2 separate regions of the Rattus norvegicus genome follow, and region 2 is linked to region 1. A link is a contact called in public Hi-C data. All regions are on one chromosome and are shown on one strand. The core of a region is the stretch at or near the end of the contact, and the rest is flanking DNA. Distances in the headings are between cores, read along the strand shown.

Evidence for each region. A called contact is a pair of places that touch in the nucleus more often than the background predicts.
Region 2: a Hi-C map of mammary epithelial cells shows a contact between it and region 1, with 2.9 times the contacts expected there. The contact joins the enhancer-like site here to the promoter of 1700122O11Rikl in region 1. A contact is called at or near these places in 4 of 12 Hi-C or Micro-C datasets (Schwann cells, hepatocytes, mammary epithelial cells and 1 more).

What each region holds. Positions count from the first base shown.
Region 1 is chr9:20,432,153-20,436,402 of GRCr8, forward strand. 1700122O11Rikl (RIKEN cDNA 1700122O11 gene like) reads left to right here and starts at 2,873. Exons shown (of 3, transcript NR_185298.1): 1 at 2,873-2,917.
Region 2 is chr9:20,502,484-20,507,214 of GRCr8, forward strand. No RefSeq gene overlaps it. Among named protein-coding and RNA genes, the nearest start is that of Foxp4, 51 kb to the right of the region's middle. Within about 2 kb of position 3,243, at least 18 of the 93 cell types and tissues checked have an H3K27ac peak or open chromatin away from gene starts, as enhancers often do. A contact at or near this core is called in Schwann cells, where this site is marked.

The DNA.
Region 1 (4,250 bases), core at 1,623-4,122:
ATGTTGGGTGAGTGCATGAATGGTTGGATGAATGGATTGGTGGATGGATGGATGTGTAGATGCATGGAGGCATGCAGGAACGCATGGATGGACAGATGATGGACAGATGGATGGAATGGCCCTTTGGACAATCTTCCTGGAAGAACCCTATTTTGCACTGGTCCACAGGGCACCGAGCCAAATGAGGTCTCAGCCTCGTTATCTGTGCTTCCCAAGTCACAACCTTCTCTGGCCGTGAGACTCGCAAAGCAGAAGGCAACGGCCATGGAGTCTGACTCATTTATATAGATGAGGAAGGAAAGCCGCAGCCAGGGCGAGAGGCCAGTTCACTCCAACAACAGGAGTCTCCTTAGGGACCCTTGCATGAAACTTGCCGGGCGTGAGGGTGGGTTCAGATTTCTTCCAGAGCCGCTTATCTTGGGCTCAGGTAGCAGAGGGCAGCCCAAGTATGCAATATGGCCTGTGTTCAGTCACCAGCACCACAGAAACTACATGGGGTGCTGCACACCTCAAATCCCAGCTACTCAGAAAGACGGAGATGGGAGGTCATCCTTGGTTATGTAGTAGGAAGGGAGTTAGAGGTCAGCCTTGGACACATGAGGTCTCATCTTTTTTTTTTTTTTTTTTTTTTTTTTTTTTTTTTTTTAGTGTCAGAATTGGGCTTTCTCTGAGCAGCCCTGGCTGTCCTAGAACTCACTCTGTAGACCAGGCTGGCTTCAAACTCAGAGATCTGCTTGCCTCTGCCTCTTGGGGAGACCCCATCTCTCTCTCTCTCTCTCTCTCTCTCTCTCTCTCTCTTTAAGGGCAATCAGAGCCTCTTTATGTATGGCACCTGCATTAGAAGGCAAAGGCAGAATTCATGTGTAAATATGCAGCACGCTGTATAGCGATAAATGCCACTGGCACAGGAGAGTGGGGCAAAGGACATGGGCCTTCTGCTCTAAAAGCTGAATTACAGGAGTGGCCACTGGAGGGTTTTAGACAGAAGACAAACCCTGACCTCGGTTTCAAAATAACCCTTGCTTCTCCACGGAGGTTGAATCTGAGAGCAAGGAGGCACAAAGACAGGGGATTGCAAGATTCTGTTGTTGTTGTTGTTGTTGTTGCTATTGTTGTTGTTGTTTTAAATGAAATCTCGATCGTTTGATTTTACCAGTGAAGACCCTGAGGCCAGATGCTGAGCTGAAAGCCTGCAAGCTCAGAGAGACAGAGAGAGCACCCAGCTGACCTTCCTCCTCAACCAACGACCTGGAAGGAATTCCCTCTATCACTGGGTCTCAAAAAAGCCTCCTTCAACTGAATGCCCCTCCCTTCTACTTCCTCCTCGCCTCTCTAGTTGTCCTCCGGACTCCCTCTTACTCTCTATGGTTTTTCTCTTAATAATCATATGCTCACTTCCTGTCCACTGGTGGCTAGCTCTACCTCTTGACCTATAGTTCGATTTCTCTGATCTTGTTTACAATATTCAAGCAGAAAGTTCTTAGATTAAAGGTACATGCCAAGGCTGAGCTACAACACAACTAAAACCAGGTTTTTCCAGTAAATAGCACAATCCCGGGGTCACGGTGTAGTCAAATATCTTGCAATGTTATTCTACCATGAAAACACGGTGTGTGGGGAGGCGGGCGGCTAGAACTGGCTCAGCAATTAAGAGCACCGGTTGCTCTTTCGGAGGTCCTAAGTTCAATTCCCAGCAACCACATGGTAGCTCTCAACCGTAATGGGATCCGATGTCCTCTTCTGACATGTACATGCAGATAGAGCACTTGTAGACATAAATAAATCGTTTTTTTTTAAAAAACACATGTTTGATTAAATACTTGCCTAGTATGATAGCTCAACACCTGAGATTAGCCCTTACTGACTGCTCTTGCAAGGGCCCTCTTTGAGTCCCCAGCGCCCAGCAGGGATGGCTCACTAATGGCTGTAACCAGCTCCAGGTTACTCAAGGACCTCTTCTGGCCTCTGGGGACAATAGCTCACGTGTGTGTGTGTGTGTGTGTGTGTGTGTGTGTGTGTGTGTGTGTGCGTGTGCGTGCGCGCGCGCGCGCGCGCGTGTGTACTCACACACACACAAACAAATATACCCAATTAAAAGCAAAACCTTTTGGAAAAAAATAAATATTGTTTAGAAGAAAGGGCTGGAGAGAGGGTTCAGCTGCTAAGTGCACTGACTGCTCTTGCACAGGACCGAGGTATGGTTCCAGGCCCAACAGTTCACAACCATCTATCACTCCAGCTCCAAAGATCTGGCACCTGCTTCTGGCCGCCCAGCTCCTGCAGGCCCGTGGTCTCAGAAACTTATGGGAGCGTACATACAGCATCTTTTTTAAAGAGAGGGTGGAACGAAGGGCGGGATGAAAGGAAGCACGAAAATATGGTGACTTGGGACCGTAAGCTCCATGGGGAACAGCGGACTCTGGACTTACTCTGGAGGCAAAAATAAACTATGTTAAGGCACCTCAGAAGGCAGAAGAGTTTGAAAGTACCCCCAAGATCTTCTGGAGACACAGGGAAGAAGAGTGTGCCCTTTCCTGAGGTAAAAAAGGACTAACAAATGGTTAGGACCGGGTAGAATAGGGTGACCAGGTTTTTGAAGTTGAGTGAACTGAATCTGAGATGCCTACTAGATGCTCGAGTGGTAACAGGAAACTGTTTTCTTGGGTCTTCGGGTGGAAGAGAAGGACAGATAAATGGCAGAGCTAAAAGAACAAAGCCGAAAAACTCTGGTCTCTCAGCTCCCAAGGGAACTCTTTCCCCCAGTAAAAAGAAAGCATGCTCTCACACACAATGGACACGTGGGATCTACGTGCTCCAGAAAGTTAGGGCGCAAAAGAAGAAATACGGTAACTGCGCACACTCTGTCTCCGGAGCTGGAGCTGCGGGAGCTCAACCACTAGGCCGGTGCCTGCAGCTGGTGTGTTATCTGTGAGAACTTGGCGGCTTGGAGCGGCCCAGGGTTCCGCGGTCCTTGACGGAGGAGCTGAGGTTCTTAGGGATGAGGGAGGGATCTCCTCCGAGGTCTGGATTTCTTTTCTGTCCCGTCAACGGTCTTGTCTCATTTCCTAGAGCCATTTAGTTAACCTTGTAGATCAGCCTCCTGGAGCTGGCCAGGAAGGACAAGGAAGAATCTTCCTGCTCGCGACAGGCTAGGCCCTGTGGTCGAACCCCTTCGTGAAGTCCCAGGCTGGGTCTCCCAGTCTCCTGGGTGTCATCCCTTGGATTCCAAGTGGCAGTGTGAGAACTAGGAAGCCTAACCTGCCAGAGGCCCCACAGTGAACCCCAAAGTTGTGCCAGACAGTGTCTGGGTGCCCAATATTTCGGCTATCCAGTGAGCATTGGAGACCCCATGCAACCAGGGAGTCAAGGGACTTGACTTCAATAATTACCAGCCCTGTGAGCTCAACGCTCTTCCTCTCCGAGGTGTCTCAGTTTCCTTTTCTGTATAAAAGGAATCGCTCTTGCCCTGCCTTCCTGTCCCATAGATGAACAAATGATTTAAAAAAAAAAAAAAAAAGCAACAGCTGTTCTTGACGAACGTGGCACTGTCCTGGACTCCTGGCACCAGGCCTTGTGTCCTCCCAGCTTTGTAAAGAAACGTCACCTCTCTAGTCATGGAGAATGAGGGGATTAGAGGGACGGACCGGCCAAAGTGGAGCCGTCAGGCCCGAAAGAAACCCCAGCACAAAGCCACGGTGTCTGCCCTGCCCTTAGGGACTCAGGGGTCAGTGACAGGGGGCTTGGAGAAGGAGGAGGAGGAGCAGTGGGAGCGGAAGTTCCCGTTCCGAGGCCCCATTCCCGCCACCCCCAGCCGGCCCGGGGGCAGGTGAAGAGAGACCGGGCTCTGCTCCAGGTGGCGGGGCAGAGACGGGGGTGGGGGAAGGCCCGGCAACAATGGCACTTTTATTTGGGACTGTTGGGTTCAGAGGGTGGGCGGAGGAGGAGGAGGACGCCGACCGGGCCGCGGGGGAGGGGACCGGCCGCAGCATCTGGCTACACACCTGCTCCTGCTTAACCCTGTGCTTGCTGAGCGCTAGGTTGGCGGGGGCGGGGTAACCCGCAGCAGAGGCTGGGGGACACCTCCCTTGGGCCCTTGGCCAGGCTTGGAGATCTCCAGCAGCAGAAGCAAAAGGGATCCCAATAGAGACAGAACTTCCGATGCGCTCGGATGTGCCCTTGGACCCCGGTGGGACGCAGCAAGGCTGGTGAACAAATCGGGGTGGCTTTAGGAGGGAGGCGACGACTCCCTG
Region 2 (4,731 bases), core at 1,993-4,492, 71 kb after region 1:
TGCAGCCGTCTTCAGACACCAGAAAGAGGGCATCGGATCCTGTAGTTGCTGGGAATTGAACTCAGGACCTCTGGAAGAGCAGTTAGTACTCTTAACTGCTGAGCGGTCTCTCCAGACCTCTATCTCTCTTTTTAAAAAGATCTATTTTTAATTATGTGAAAACATACGGGGCTGAGCACATGGGTGCAGGTGCCCTCAGAGGCCAGAAGAGGGCGTCAGATCCCTTGGCGTTACAGGGGCCCCAAGATGAGTGCTGGGAACTGAACTGGAATCTTCTGGAAAGCATCAAGAGCTGCTCACATGCACAATGCACAGCACCCTCCCCACCCCCAATAATTAAAGATAAAATTAAATCTTAAAGGCGCCAGCCACCATGCCCAGAAGGTCCTGGTGTTCTGAGTGTGCATGGCAGAGTCTGCTCAGCCGTGCAGAGCTGTGAAGACTTTGCTCTGCCAGGACTCTGGCAGGACTCAGAGAGAGATTGAAAGGGGGCAGTTAGAGTTAACACACGGTCTCTGTCTCCTCTCAGCAGATGCTGGAAAACAGAACTTCAGCTAGCCACTCTTAGCGCTCCACGCTCCCACCAGCTGAGAAAAGTCCCACCAAAAGGCTTTGTCTTGAGCTCCAAAATCGAGAGTCCTTGTAGAGGCTGAGAGGTGGCCAGGAAGAGCAGCAAAGAACCAAGAGGCCTTAGGAAAGGTTACGAGAAAGGAAGGAGGTCCGTGCTGGAGGCCAGCCCTGCCTCTGGCACCAGCCCGACTGGGCCAGGGTCCCAGGGATTCACTGACTAATCCCCAAATGATACACTCTCACTGGCTGGTACTCTCACAAGTTCCCATTGTCTCTATACCCGGCTGAAGGCCCAGGGCAGCCAGCCACCTCAAGATCTCCTGTCTCTCTTTCACTTCCAGGGAACAGAGGCTCCCTCCAGGCACACAACCCTGCTCTGCCCTCTCCCAGCTGGCCCAAGGGTCCAGATGCCAGGTCAGCAAGCACTGCCCAGGTAGGTAGCTGGCAACGCTTGGAAGAGGGACAAGCTCACCAGGATGGTGGCTTTTGGGACAGACTGCCTTCCATCTCTCCACCGAGCCTGCGCAGGAGAGGGGCGTGGCCCGCAAGGACGTGGGTGTCAGGGTGCTGAGGGACAAATCCAGGGCAGAGGCAAGGATTTCATTGACCTGAGTGGGCGGTAGTGAAGAGAATTCATAAAACGTTGTTCTTTAATGGTTTCTTTTCCCCTCCCCTCTGCGAAGGAGGGAGTTAACACGGTCGGGAGCAGGGCAGGGCTGGGCCCTCCACAAGTGACACCGAATTCCCAGTCTGGACTGGGCGAGCGCTTGAAAGCAGCTAAATTAGCAAAACAGAAGTCAACCGTCGATTACTTCTATGGAGGATTAAGTGTGATAAATGGAGGGTTTGTTCGCTCTCCGGTCCAGATGTTGTGTCTAAGTGAGGGGTTTTTATGGTTTTTTTTTTTTTTTCATTCTTGGCCCAGATCCCATATATATTTTGGATACTGTTGGGAGTATATAATATCACTGGAAAATGATGTGGTCTGGTAACCTTTTAAATAACATTTCCGCCCTCCTCTGTTTTCTAATAGTTTGTTTTTCTTTCCATGTTTGCCTTTTATTGGGGGAAATTTTTTTTGGAAATTAATGAGGCTCAAGTTTGGAGACCAAAATATGAGAGGGACGGGGGGGGGGGGGGTGGAAGGGTGTGGGATGAGTCTGGGATGGAGTACCGTTCCTGTGTGTGTGTGTGTGTGTGTGTGTGTGTGTGTGTGTGTGTGTGTGTTTAAGCGATCTTGGCTTGCTTCCCCCCCGCCCCGATGTTCCGGGCCCTCGGTTGGGGCTGCGTGGTGGCACGCGCGGGCAGGGCGCCCGGGATTCCGTCTGCCCGGGCCGCGGGGCTGGGAGCCTCCTTCCTCCGGGAAGAACCTGCCATTCCCCCGGCGCAGCCCCTGCCCGGCGTGAGGGGGATGGGGGCGCCTCCTTCCTGAGTGAAACCTACGGAATCCGGCAGGAATTCGGGCCTCCCAGATTTAAGAAAACAAACAAAGGAAAGATTGTCAGAGAGGGGCCTCCGAGAGCCGCCCCAGCCGCCGCACTGCCCTCGGCGCTCGCCCCCTGGGCTGCCAGGGCCGCCAGCGGGGGCGGGACGGCCAGTTCCCGGCTCCCACGGGTGGTCCCCAGTGGGCTTCCCTGCCCCGGGCCACTACCAGCAGGTCATCCCCTAATTTAGGACCTGGTGGGATACCCGCTTCCCAGCTCATAGGAAAGGAGGGGCCCCGACTGTGTGGCTGCCTGGTGGAAGTGAGCTAGGAGTCATTTGGGACATCCCTCTGCCTCAGAGCAGTCTCATCAGCACAGTGTCTAAGGTGTTTCCCAGCTCGTGTTTGGGGGTGAAATGTCCACATTTCAGTTTCGGGTGGGGACCAGGGCCTTGCCTTCATCCAGCCAGAATAGGCCTAAGTCACCGTGCTGGCACACAGTCCCAGGGCCCGGGAAAATTAGAAAGAGTAAAAATGTGGGAAAAGGGGACCATGGAACAAAAGGATGGACACCTATTAAGGTCCGCCGCTGGCCACCCGCCACATTGCTGTCCATCTGCACTCTTGGTGTCCCTTTGGATCGTGGGTCATTCTGCTTGTTATATTTGCCTCCCTTGTCTCTGCATCCAGGCAGGGAGGTTCTCCCTGTCTCAGTAGCTAAACCTTTCCGAGGCTGTCTCTGACCCTTCCTGAATCTGTTCTTGATCTTCGAAACTGTGAGGTCAGCGTGTGGTGTGTGTGTGTGTCTGTGTTTGTCTGCCTAACTATATGTCTGTCTGTCTGCCTGTGTGTCTACCTGTGTGTCTGTGTGTCTGTCTGCCTGTGTGTATCTGTGTGTGTGTGTCTGTCTGCTACCCAAGTCTCTGTCCCTCTACACCCCCCCCCCGATTTTGATCAGTCTCCCCACTCCGCCCCCGCCCTAGGTAGCCCAGCGGGCCGGCGTCGTGCCAAGGCCGCCCCGGGCAGGGCCATGCTGGCGCTGACAGAGCCTCGCGCCCGCGGCCCAATTAGCGCTCGGCGCGGGCGACGCGGCATCTGGAATTGCGCTGCGCTCACGGCCAAGGCCGATTGTTTAGTCTGCGCGGCGGGGCGGGCAGCCCGCGCGGTGGCCCCACATCTGGAGCCGCGGCCAGACGGGCCTGCTGGCGGCTGGCCGGGGTGCGTGTGCATTTTTAACTCTGGGATTTGCTGACAAGTTAAGAAGTCAGAAAGTCAGTGGCGGCGGCGGGAACTGGCGGGGCATACAGAGAAGGGAGTGGCTGGGGCAGCTGGCCAGCCAGGGTGACTTTTTCTTCCGGGATTGCGTCCCTCCCCTGCCTTTCTCTTCCCCTTCCTCTTCATTAATTAAGTGGCTGAATTATCCCCAAATCCCTACACTCCCCAGCTGGCAGGAACTCCCGGGAAACCAGCATCTTCGGGGAAAGCCCTGTGCTCACTCATCTCCCACGATCTGGGGAAGCACACAGCAAGACAGTTGGACAGCAAAAAGAACTAGAGGCTAACTCTCTCGACCCCCAACAGGACTCTTGGCACAGCTCCGGGTCCTCCTTGGGGACAATCCAAACTGAGGAGCGGTTCTCACGATGTCAGCGAGCTTTCCAACCCTTGCAGACAGGCTTTTGAGTTTTCACTGACTCGTGGAATAAATATCGGACACACATTGCGTCAGGCCTTGGGGCACAGCTGTAAGCATGACCCGCATATGCTTATCCAGCGTGGTTGACATTTTTAGTAAAGATAAAAGATGCACAGACAGACCGGAAGTCAACAAACTAAACTTTAGAAACTGTTGGAGCCCCGGGAGTATAGCACAGTCGGTAGAGAGCTTGCCTAGCCTACTGAAAGCTCTTTGGGTTCAATCCTGCGCTTGCCTTGCGAAGTGGAGGGATCAGGGGTTCAAGGTCACCCTTCTTTAGTACATTTTAGGCCAGTCTAACACTGAGACTTTGTTTCAAAAACAAATCTACAAAGTGTTAAAAAAAAACAGAAACAAAGAAACAGAAACTTCTTGCTTCGTAGGTGTTCTGAGATCAGCGTTTCTGTTTGCACCAGCTGGCTGGACCCTCATAATGTCCCAGTGAGGACTCCCGTGTTCACTGAATTCAGCTTCAACTACAAAACCAGGGGTCACTTTTATGTGTGTGTGGCACACATACGTCCGTGCACAGGTATGGGTATATATGGAGGCCAGAGGGGGAAGCCGGTGTCTTCCCTATTGCTCTCCACTCTTTATGTTTTTACATCCTCAGTACGTCCTCCTAGGTGCTGGCCTCCAGGGAGATCCTGCCAGCTGGGGAGTGTGGACATTTGGAGATAGATAGATAGATAGATAGATAGATAGATAGATAGATAGATAGATAGATAGATACATACATACATACATACATACATACATACATGAATGATAGATATTTCATATAGATGTTTCACATATATATGAATATATATATATATGAAAAAATGGTCAGATGAGATGAGTTAGGGGGTGAAGACCTTTGCCAGGCAAACCTGATAACCTGAGTTCAATTCCAGGAATCAGAGTTAATGTGGAAAGAAAGCACCCACTTCACAAAGTTATTCTCTGACCTCTACATAACTGCTATGTATGTACACACACACACTAATAATAATAATAATAATAATAATAATAATAGAAATAAATATAAGTTTGTTTTTAA